2 separate regions of the Mus musculus genome follow, and region 1 is linked to region 2. A link is a contact called in public HiChIP or PLAC-seq data. All regions are on one chromosome and are shown on one strand. Each heading gives the region's core, a stretch centred on a gene start, on an enhancer-like site or on the middle of the called end of the contact. The rest is flanking DNA. Distances are from core to core; before and after follow the strand shown. Region 1 overlaps Kat6b (K(lysine) acetyltransferase 6B). Region 2 overlaps Gm30363 (a long non-coding RNA gene).

Evidence for each region. HiChIP or PLAC-seq counts read pairs in DNA pulled down with a chosen protein or histone mark.
Region 1: a contact with region 2 is called in an H3K27ac HiChIP or PLAC-seq map of embryonic stem cells, with 9 read pairs. The contact joins two enhancer-like sites. A contact is called at or near these places in 5 of 484 Hi-C or Micro-C datasets (CD4 T cells, CD8 T cells, Th2 cells and 1 more), 2 of 115 datasets of contacts at active chromatin or transcription factors (both in embryonic stem cells) and 2 of 9 other capture datasets (adipose tissue and liver).

What each region holds. Positions count from the first base shown.
Region 1 is chr14:21,583,330-21,588,616 of GRCm38.p6, reverse strand. All of the region lies in intron 2 of Kat6b (K(lysine) acetyltransferase 6B), which reads right to left. Among named protein-coding and RNA genes, the nearest start is that of Kat6b, 86 kb to the right of the region's middle. Within about 2 kb of position 1,691, at least 56 of the 459 cell types and tissues checked have an H3K27ac peak or open chromatin away from gene starts, as enhancers often do. A contact at or near this core is called in embryonic stem cells, where this site is marked.
Region 2 is chr14:21,472,560-21,477,564 of GRCm38.p6, reverse strand. All of the region lies in intron 1 of Gm30363 (a long non-coding RNA gene), which reads left to right. Among named protein-coding and RNA genes, the nearest start is that of Gm30363, 8.6 kb to the left of the region's middle. Within about 2 kb of position 3,229, at least 15 of the 459 cell types and tissues checked have an H3K27ac peak or open chromatin away from gene starts, as enhancers often do. A contact at or near this core is called in embryonic stem cells, where this site is marked.

The sequences.
Region 1 (5,287 bases), core at 442-2,941, 110 kb before region 2:
TATAGAAAAGCATATGCAAGCTAATGTGGAAACAGAATGTTTTCAAAACAGTGTGTGCCTGGAAACATTAGCCAGATAACAGGCAGACCAGATATATAAACCATACACACATACGCACATACACACACACACACACACACACACACACACACACACACACACACGCCAGAACACAGGCAGACCAGATATATAAATATGTTCTTTGCAGATACATAAAGTAGATCAGATATTTTGGTTAGAAAACTAAAGCCCCAGCATAAGTAGAAGAAACTAATTTCATTCAAGATAAATGACTACTTTCTTACTCTGAATAGGAAAATAATCTCTGGTAAATCGAGGCATACTGGCATGAAAGATATAAGTGCTGAGGCCCAAGCCACTCCCTCTGAGTATCTGCAACATTTCCTAGGCTAGAGCCCAGAAAGCTCTGCAAATCTTTATGTGACTAATGATCCACTAAACAACTCCAGACAAGAGAGACTCAGCTCTAAGTTCTACCTCTTACAGCAGTGAGAAATACTCAACTCAGGAAAACAAAAGTTCCTGGCTACAAGCTCACTCACCATCTTGTACTTATCAAAGTCATCCCACAGACATTAATCCGGGGTTATTTTACTATTGTCTAAAGGCTGAAGAATGCACATGTCATAAATATTTACTGGCTTGATATCTTAATTTTGCAGGAAACAGTTATAAAACTTTTAATGTTTTACCAGCCGTGTAAAACAAAATCCCTTTTCTCAAAAAGTTACAGACATACAGCAAATGATTTAAGTGAGCAAAGAATTTTAAGGTGCAGAACTGGGCAGGTAGCACATACCTTTAATTCTGCAAGTTGGAAGACAGAGACAGTAGGATATATGTGAGTTCCAGACCAGCCTGGTCTACAGCTAGTGATCTAGTGAGCTCCAGGGACAGCCAGGGATACATAGAGATACTATCTCTAAAAACAACAAAACAAAACAAAACAAAACAGCTGTAAAAATAATTTTTAGGGACAACAACAACAAATAAACAAACAATCAGAGCCAGGTGTGACCCACCACACCATACCTGTAATTCCAATATTTGGGAGGCTACAGCAAGGTTGCCCTGGGCTCCATGTTATGTTTTAGGACAGCCTAAACTACAGGGAAGAACACATATTTGGAGATCAACCGACCAAAGCCTTCCATTACCATCTAAAATAACCCTGGGCAGCAAGATGCACTTGACTGCCACACCTGGTGACTGCAGGTTGATTCCTGGGACCCATATGGTAGAAGGAAAAAACACACTACCCCAAGTTCTATTCTAGACTTTACACTCAGGGCCGGCAAACACACACACACACACACACACACACACACACACACACACACACACACACACCAAATCAACATAAGAAAGAAACTATACAAAGGTAAAGTGCTTGGCCAACAGCCTGAGGCTTCTCTCCCTGCCCCCATCAACAGCTCACCCACTGCTGGTTTGCTACTTGCTGAGACATAGTCAGAAAAGATTTTATAAATTATTTGAGGTTTTCTCCTATCTTCTCCACCACCCCCCACTCCTCCTTCTCCCCAACTCCTCTCTTTTCCTTAGAAATTTCTGATTTTCCCGGTCTGTGAGGGGTGGGTTTTATAGAGAGGCCTCCAGCTGAGTTGTGGCATTCCCTAGCTGGGTTGTCTGAATTGCTCTTCCCGGGAGAGGTTTCCTACAGCCACACAGAAAGGCCAGTTTACTCCACAGGGATCTGCTTGAGCTGGTCCTCCACCAGTTGACAGCTAAGAGTCCTAATTTATTGGCAGCCTTTACTATGGAGTGGGAGAGTAAGTTTGTCAAGCACCTGTTCTTGGGTCAACAAGTTAATTACCAGAGAACTTCCATTTGGGGGAAGGTATTCACAACAGTAGCATAGAGCTGCCTGTCACGACACTGCTGCCTTGCACTGAATGAATATACTTCAGTCTTACCTTAGCTGATCCTGAGATAAGTATTGCAAAATAAAGAAACTGGACACAGAACTAACTTGACTAAAAGTCACTGGCTCCTAGGAATGCCCCTGGTGTCTACTGAGCAAGAAGCTAAACAATGATTCATTCCGTGAAGAAAGAGTGTCCCATTCCACAAGCTCTATGTATGTAGCCTGTTCTGTGCCCCACTGAGAATAGTAATAATACAATGGCACACTGGGCGGGTCTTAAAAGGTGGACACACATTACTCAGAAAGCATATGAATAGTGAAACAGAACTAAGAAAGAGTTTAGGTAAGTTATTAAAATCAGCCATGGGCTGGAGAGATAGCTCAGCAGTTAAAAGCATTTGTTGCTCTTGGAGAGGACTTGGGTTCAGTTCCCATTACCAACATGGTGGATAATAACAATCTGAAACCCTAGTTCCAGGGAGTCTGAGCAGCTCTTCTGGACTCCATGGACACTGCATGCACATATATGCACACACACACACATATGCAGAAAGAACAGTGATACACATAAAATGAAAAGAAATAAATCTTTAAGAGCCAGTCAGTCCAACAGGCGTGTTTACACATGCCAGTAATTCCGGCACTTGAGAGGTAGAGGAAAGATTGCTTTCCTGGCACGTGTAAGGCTGCAGGTCTGCTCCCTACACTGACAGGATAGGATAATTAAAATAAGCATCTTGCATTTTCTGCTGTAGGCAATGTAAGTACAATAGTTGGTTTTTACTAGTCTAAACCTAATGCCTACCTGGTTTCAAAGCTCAATTCAACAATTATTCATTGACTATTCTAACATACACATTAATACAAACAGTGTAGATCCTTATTTGTGTCTACCCAGGATGCACTCAGAATGCCCCCACTTGTCTACAGTGTGAATGTGATTATTTGCTTATATTTGCTTCCTGGTTCCCTTACCCTCCACTAGCTCTGAGTACAGCCACACAGACGGAACCTGTTTGCCTGCTGCTCTGGCTCCTGCCCCCTCTACCTGCCAGATACAGAGCCTCTGATTAATCCTTCCACGGCGCTGTGCCCAGCAGAATGACGCCTAAAGTTAACATTCGGACCTCAGAAAGAGTCTGATTTCTTTAAAAAGCTTAGAAAATACAGGAAAAGGAAATAATCTTGTCCACATATCTTCTAACACATCAGCCTGTAGTAGACAGTTTCTATCTCTTACTAGCTTGCTTTTAAAATAAACACCCCTCCAAACAGAACCTCTATCTGTGAGGAAAACCCAAACAGAAGTGACTCCATTTCCAGGTCTGTCCACCACGTGTCCTTTAGTGACTCTGGATGGAAATGTTACTATAAAGAAAGGTTAGAAGACCAGACTTCTTGAATCAAGCTGGGCAGAGATTGGGGGGTACAGCAGAGGGAGGAGAAAGCTGCTCCTACAGTAAAAAAGCCTTCATTTTAGTTTGGCCATGAAATCTCTTCAACCATTCCATAAATTCCAATATTAGACCTTTGAGCTTTCAGATGTTAAGAAATAGTTTATTCTCTAAAGGGCAATTAGAATGAAGTTGGAAAAAAGAAAAAAATCCAATAGAGCAAACTGGCTGGTTCCACCATCTGAGCTCATCACAGAGCCCCAGGCAGCCTTTAACTGGCCCATGGGGAGATAAAAGGGCTTTTCTTGGCTAGAAGTCACAAAACCAAGCTTTCCTTTTGTTGAACAGAAGAATGCCCAGTCAACAATCAGGAAGCAAGCCACAAACTTTCAAGTCTTAAAAGCTTAAGAAATGCTGTTTTAGGAGCTGAGATCCATCTCATTTGGCAGAGGGCTTGCCTAGCATGCACAAGGCACCCCCAACACTGCACTGCCCATCCGTCAAAACGTCGGAGAGACTCAGAAGTTAAAGGTCATTGTTGAATATACAGCATCCCCAAGGCCAGCCAGGGCTACCTAAGACTCTGTCCAAAACACCATACACAGGGTGAGAAAGCTGGTTCATCAGGTAAAGGCGCTTGGCCCCAAGCCTGACAAGCTGCGTTTAATCTCCAGAGCGCCCCCTACAGGAGAGAACTAACTTTCATTAGTGTCTACAACCTCCACTTGCAAATGCTCCCACACTCTCCCCCCATATATAAGCACAACAGAAACAATAAAATAATTCTCAAAGAATAAAAATACTTGTTAAGTAGTTCACTATGAAAAGAGATAAACTATTTTTTTTTCAAATGAATAATGTTTTGAGCTGTGCCTAATGATAAAGGCCTAAAATTCAAACATTTATGAGGCTGAAGCCAGACTGCAGAATAAGGCCAGTCTGGGAAGTTTAGTAGTCCCTGTTTGAAAGTAAAAAGTTAAACTGGTAGCTCAGTGGTGAAACACTCACCTAGCAGCATATCCACGCCTACACAATAGCCTGAGGATGACAAAACAACAACATGCTTTGGTGACAAAGTTTATACTTTAAACCCAACAGTGAATATGAAAGAAGCACTCAACCAAAACAGTTCTTTGCGAGGGTGGCAATGTCCCCTCCTCCCAGGTCAGGCTCTTTAGTAGCCACGTGTCTTGTAATATCATGGCTTTTAGCTATCTCATTCTTTGAATCTTTGCCTAATACAGCTCTTATCTGGGTATACCACTCGCACGGGTGTTTATAAGTTTGCTTTGCTTATAACCCAACTATAAACTTATAACCCAACTAGTCAAACTGGCAGCCAGCCTCTACTGCTATCTCGAAGCCAATGGTTCATGAAAGAAGTTAAAAACAAAGCAAAATAGACAAACAAAAAAACCTGAACCAAATGAGCTATATTATGACCATTTTATTTAAAAACATATCTACAGTAAAAATTCAAAGTAAATTCAGGTACCAGGTCTTGGGTACATGGAGCCTGAGTGGAATTTATTCTTACTAACAAGGTTGCAGTTTTAGGAAGCAGTATCTTTCCTATCACGTGTTCCACCCTCTTTACTCACATACTAATTTTTGTCCATTTCAATAAATAACTGCACTCTCCTAGTTATCAAAGCCAACAACCCTGAAAGCTTTAGGCTTCCTAACACTTTCACCAAGTCTGTATAATTACTGCTCATCTCAACTTCCAAAACCTTATGTCTTTGTATCGCCTGTCTGATTTGCAGCAATACCTCCCTGGCTGCTTCCTAGCTGCCACCTTGTAGCTTGTAGCATGGCAGCTGAAACATGTTATTAAAATGTCTAAGTGTTTCTCCCTAAGATGAATGAGGCACTCAATCCCCAGAACAGGGGTAGGGGGTGTAAGACTCAACCAGACTCTGCTCAGAAGGTTCCCACCCAGAGTCAGCAGGGGCCTTATGATGGCTGGAAACCACAATGCTTGTGC
Region 2 (5,005 bases), core at 1,980-4,479:
TCTGAGCATCTGCCTGGAGGAGGAGAGTAGAAGAAAGAAGGGAAACCATGCATGGTATTGAGTTATTACTTTGGAAGTCAACTACAAGCTGGGCAGCCATGGGGCAGCAGGCAACTAGCTAGTCAGAGGGCAGCAGGCAGCTAGCCAGAGGGCAGCAGGCAGCTAGTCAGAGGGCAGCAGGCAGCTAGCCAGAGGGCAGCAGGCAGCTAGTCAGAAGGCAGCAGGCAGCTAGCCAGAGGGCAGCAGGCAGCTAGTCACAGAGCAGCAGAGTGGAGTGGATTGTCTTTGTTTGGATGTGGTTCCACTCTATCCCAGGCTAGTCTTACACTTGTGGTCATTTTCCTGCCTCAGCCTAGTACTCAGCATGAACCATCGTCCCCGGGCTCTCCTGCATCCCACAGGCACTTGCACATCATTTCTAACACAGCAGAAGTGAAGCTCCATGCTGATTGCAGCTCTTTTGCATTATTTAGAGGGTAATAAGTGATTTAACCTCTGTGTTGTGTCTAGGTAACTGCACATGCCCAGGTGCCATGGAGGCCAGGAGAAGGCATTGAATCCCTTGGAGCTGAGAGTCAGTCATCTGATTCGAGTGCTAGAACAGAATCCATGCTCCACAGAACAGTACACATCTGAACCACTGGACCATCTCCCCATGCCCCAGAGTGTACTCTTAGCCACTGAGCATCTCTCTTCGTCCTAGAAACAATGATTTTTAAAAGTCTGCAGTACAGAGGAAATTTCCCTAAGATATTTCAGTCCATGTTAGTTGATTCCATAGGCACAGAGTCCACAGATATGAAGGGTTGACAGCATTCATGATTATAAGCCTTCCTGATACACTGAACATTTTACAGCTATGAAATCTTCATTCCTTCTCTGCCTGGTGCTTAGGTAGGCATTTCTGTTCTCTTTTGGTTACTGTTTACATGGTATGTTTTTTTTTCTTTGTTTCTTTTTGGGGGTTAGGGGTGGGTTTTGGTATTTGGTTTTTTGAGACAGGATTTCTCTGTGTAGCCCTGGCTGTCCTGGACTCACTCTGCAGTCCATGCTGGCCTCAAATTCATAGAGACCTACCTGCCTCTGTCTTCCTAGTGCTGGGGTTAAAGGCATGTGCTAGTACTACCTGGCACATGGCATGTCTTTTTATCTCTTTTTGCCTATTTGTGTCTTTGGTTCTTGGATAGATGTCATATAGTTCCATTTATTTACTTACTACATTATGGTATGCATATGTGTGTTTGTTTGTTTATGGGTGGTAAGACAGACTCTCTCAGGCTGGCCTTGAACTCCTGTGTACCTAAGGCTGGACTTATTTATACACCTCATTCCTCTGCTTCAGCCTCCCAAGTGCTGGAATTACAGGCATGCAGCACCATGTCCAGCTCTACAATGCCTTCATTGTTGAAAATAAACCCACACCAATAAAGTGGCAGTTCCTCTCTAGTTACAGAAGCTCTGGAGCAGCGAGAGACCACAGTTCTTTTCTCTTTATATTTTCCTGCGATGAACAATTCCATGTTTCCAGTGTGTGGGTGTGTACCAGCCCACATGCACTTAAACAGAGCAGGTTATTTTTCAACAGGGCCCATCTCAGGAGCACTGGCACCTTCTCACCTGCTGTCCACTTCCCCATTCTTCCTCTCTCTCCATCCCCTGATTTGTCCTCCTCTCTCTTTCTCTTCCTACATCTGCTCTAGTAGGTAACATGACCTAGTGGATAGGCAAATGCTAAGGTTTTGGCACCAAGAACACCTGAGTTTAAATCTCAAATGGCAGCTTGTTTACCTGTAAAATAGATAATTGTTTTGAGGTGGGGGTCATATGTAGTCCAGGCTGGTCACAAACTTATTGTGTGGCTAAAGATGATCTTAGTCTCCTGATCTGCTTGCCTCCACCTCACACTTGATATTACAAGTATGTGTTCCCACACCTGTCAGCCACACATCAAAAATAAATCTTTTCTTCTTTTTTTGTTTTATATTTATTTACACTCCAAATTTTATTCCCTGCCCCAACTCCACCTTCTGACTTTTCCAAAACTCATACCTCCTCCCCACCCCTCTATCTTGACAAAGATGTCCCCACCCCCACCCTCTATCCAACCAGACCTCTTAACTCCCTGGGGCTCCCACTCTCTTGAGGGTTAGGTGCATCATCTCTGATTGATCCCAGACCTGGCAGTCCTCTGCTGTATATGTGTTGGGGGCCTCACATCAGCTGGTGTATGCTGCCTGGTTGGTGATCCAGTGTTTGAGAGATCTTGGGGGTCCAGGTTAATTGAGACTGCTGGTCCTCCTCAGCTTCTTCCAGCTTTTCCCTAATTCAACCACGGGGTCAGCAGCTTCTGTCCATTGGTTGGGTGCAAATATCCACACCTGACTCTTCCATCTGCTTATTGGGTGTTCTGGAAGGCAGTCATAATAGGTCTCTTTTTGTGAGTGCTCCATAGCCTCAGTAATAGTGTCAGGCCTTGGGACCTCCCCTTGAGCTGGATCCCACTTTGGGCCTGTTGCTGGACCTTCTTTTCCTCAGGCTCCCCTCCATTCCATCCTTGAGGTTCTTTCAGACAGGAACAATTATAGATCAGTGTGGAGAGCCTTTGGGGGTTATGCTTGGCAGGAATCTGACATTGGCCAAGGACAAGGAAATGGGCTTCTGGCGGGAATCTGACTTTGGCCATGACAAGGAAGTAAGCTCAGGCAGGAATCTGACATTGGCCAAGGACAAGGCAGTAAGAATCTGGTTTTAGGGTAGAACAAAGAAGTAGGCTCAGATATCTTGATCATCCTTAGAAACAGCAATCACCGGAGTGACCCTGGGGCTTTGTGTTTATTGCTTGATCCCTCATTGTACTACTTGCCCTGAATACTTGCATGTAATTAAAATGGTATAAAAAGTGGATTGGGGGTGGGGGTGGCGCACGCCTTTAATCCCAGCACTCAGGAGGCAGAGGCTGGTGGATTTCTGAGTTCAAGGCCAGCCTGGTCTACAAAGTGAGTTCCAGGACAGCCAGGGCTACACAGAGAAACCCTGTCTCGAAAAACAGAACAAACAAACAAACAAACAAACAAAAAAGTGGATTGAGAAAATTAAATTTGCTTTCAGTCTCAGAATTAACTGGGGTCATGCTACAATGTTGTCTAACTGTCTTTTTTTTTTTTAACCCTCACTCCTGAGCTTGAGAACCTGATGACTGACTGGGCCGGCTTGGTCAGGTCAGAGTTGTGACTGTGGGATGGCAACCCCCTCCCTCACTTCCCTGTCTCCCTACTGGAGGTGGCCTCTATAAGTTGGTGAAACTGTTTGGTTTGGAGATATGGCCTTGTTTTGGAAGAGGTTTGTCACTGTGATGGGCTTTGAAGTTTCAAAAACCTACATCATTGCCAGTTAGCTCTTTCTGCCTCCAACTTTTGGATCAGAATTTAAGCTCTTAGCTGCTGCTCCAACACCATGCCTGCCTACCTGCCGCCTTGCTCTCTGCCATGATGACCATGGACGTTAACCTTCTGGAGCTCCCAAGCTAAATAGTTTCTTTCATAAATTGCTTTGACCATGGTGTCTTGTTATAGCAATAGAAAAACAATTGAGGCAACACCCATACACATAAAATTAATGAATACATAAATAAACCATTTTAAAGAATTTACAGTCTCAAGAACCTGTGTGTGAATTTTTATTCTTTCTAGAGACATGGTTTCTCTGTGCAGCCTGGGCTGCCCTGGAACTCACTCTGTAGACCAGGCTGGCTTTGAACTCACAGAGATCCATCTGCCGCTGGCTTCTGAGTACTGGGATTAAAGGCATTCACAACTATCTCCTGGCTTTAACACACACACACACACACACACACACACACACACACACAAGGCTCAGGATTATAACCTGGTTGTTAGAATGATTGCCTAACATGCATGAACTCCCAGATTTGATTCCCAGGACTATATAAACCAGATGTGGTGGTATATATCTGCAATCCCATCATTCTGAAGTTGAAGGGCTAAAAACCAGAAATTGAAAGTCATTCTTGGCTACATAGTGAGTTCCAGATCATCCTGGGATATAAAAGACCCTGCTAAAGCCGTTCCAGTCTCTAGGGGTTTAATTTTTTCATTTAGTTTATATTTATGTGTACCTGCTTGTCTGTATATGTGCCATATATGTGCACTGCTCTTAGAGGCCAGAAGAGTTGGACCCCCTTGAATTGGAGGTTGCTGCGGGCCACCTGATGAGGGTGTTTGAAACCAAACTCAGGTCCTCTGAAGAGCAGTACAGGCTCTTAACTACTGAGCTGTCTCCAGCTCTGCAGTCGCTATTTTTACTTTGGTGTTTGTTTGTTTGTTTGTAGAACAGGCTGGCCTCTAACTCGATCCTCCTGCTTCTTCTTCTCCAGTCCTGGGATTAAAGGCAAGTACTACCAGAGCCTGGCTTGCCAGTCACTGTTTTGAAGGCTAAATATTGAAAATTCCTCCAGACTCTGAAAGAATACTAGTCAAAAGTGTCTCTCTAGGTCCAGGGAAGTCAGGGATAAGGTGGTTTTCTGCCTCCACCCTTTGACGTCTTTTGCTTACATTTATCCTATAGAAAATTTCTGTTGCTTGGTGACAGCAGGTCTGTCTATGCCAGGGGTGGCAGTGACTCTGCCCTGTGTCTGAGTCATTTCCACAGTTTCACACAGTTAGGATTATGATGGAGAAGGAAGGATCACACTGCTGTCCACACAGGGCTCTCTCTCTGCCTTCCTCACACCCCAGACTTCAAGTTCTGGGTGCTAGGTGGTTGCAACTTCCTGTGGGGGGTGGACCCTCTCCTCGTTCTATCTCACCATTAGGATAGCGTTCCTGTTTCCTCTGGCAGGTCCCCAAAGCCACTCATTCACACTACCTTGCCTTCTTTCTCAGCTTTAGATATCATGGCACTTTTTATGCCTTTCTCCAAGACCTCTTTTGGTGACAGAAGGGACCTGGGTGGCTTAGCACATCTATTCCTAGGCTTCCGGAACCCT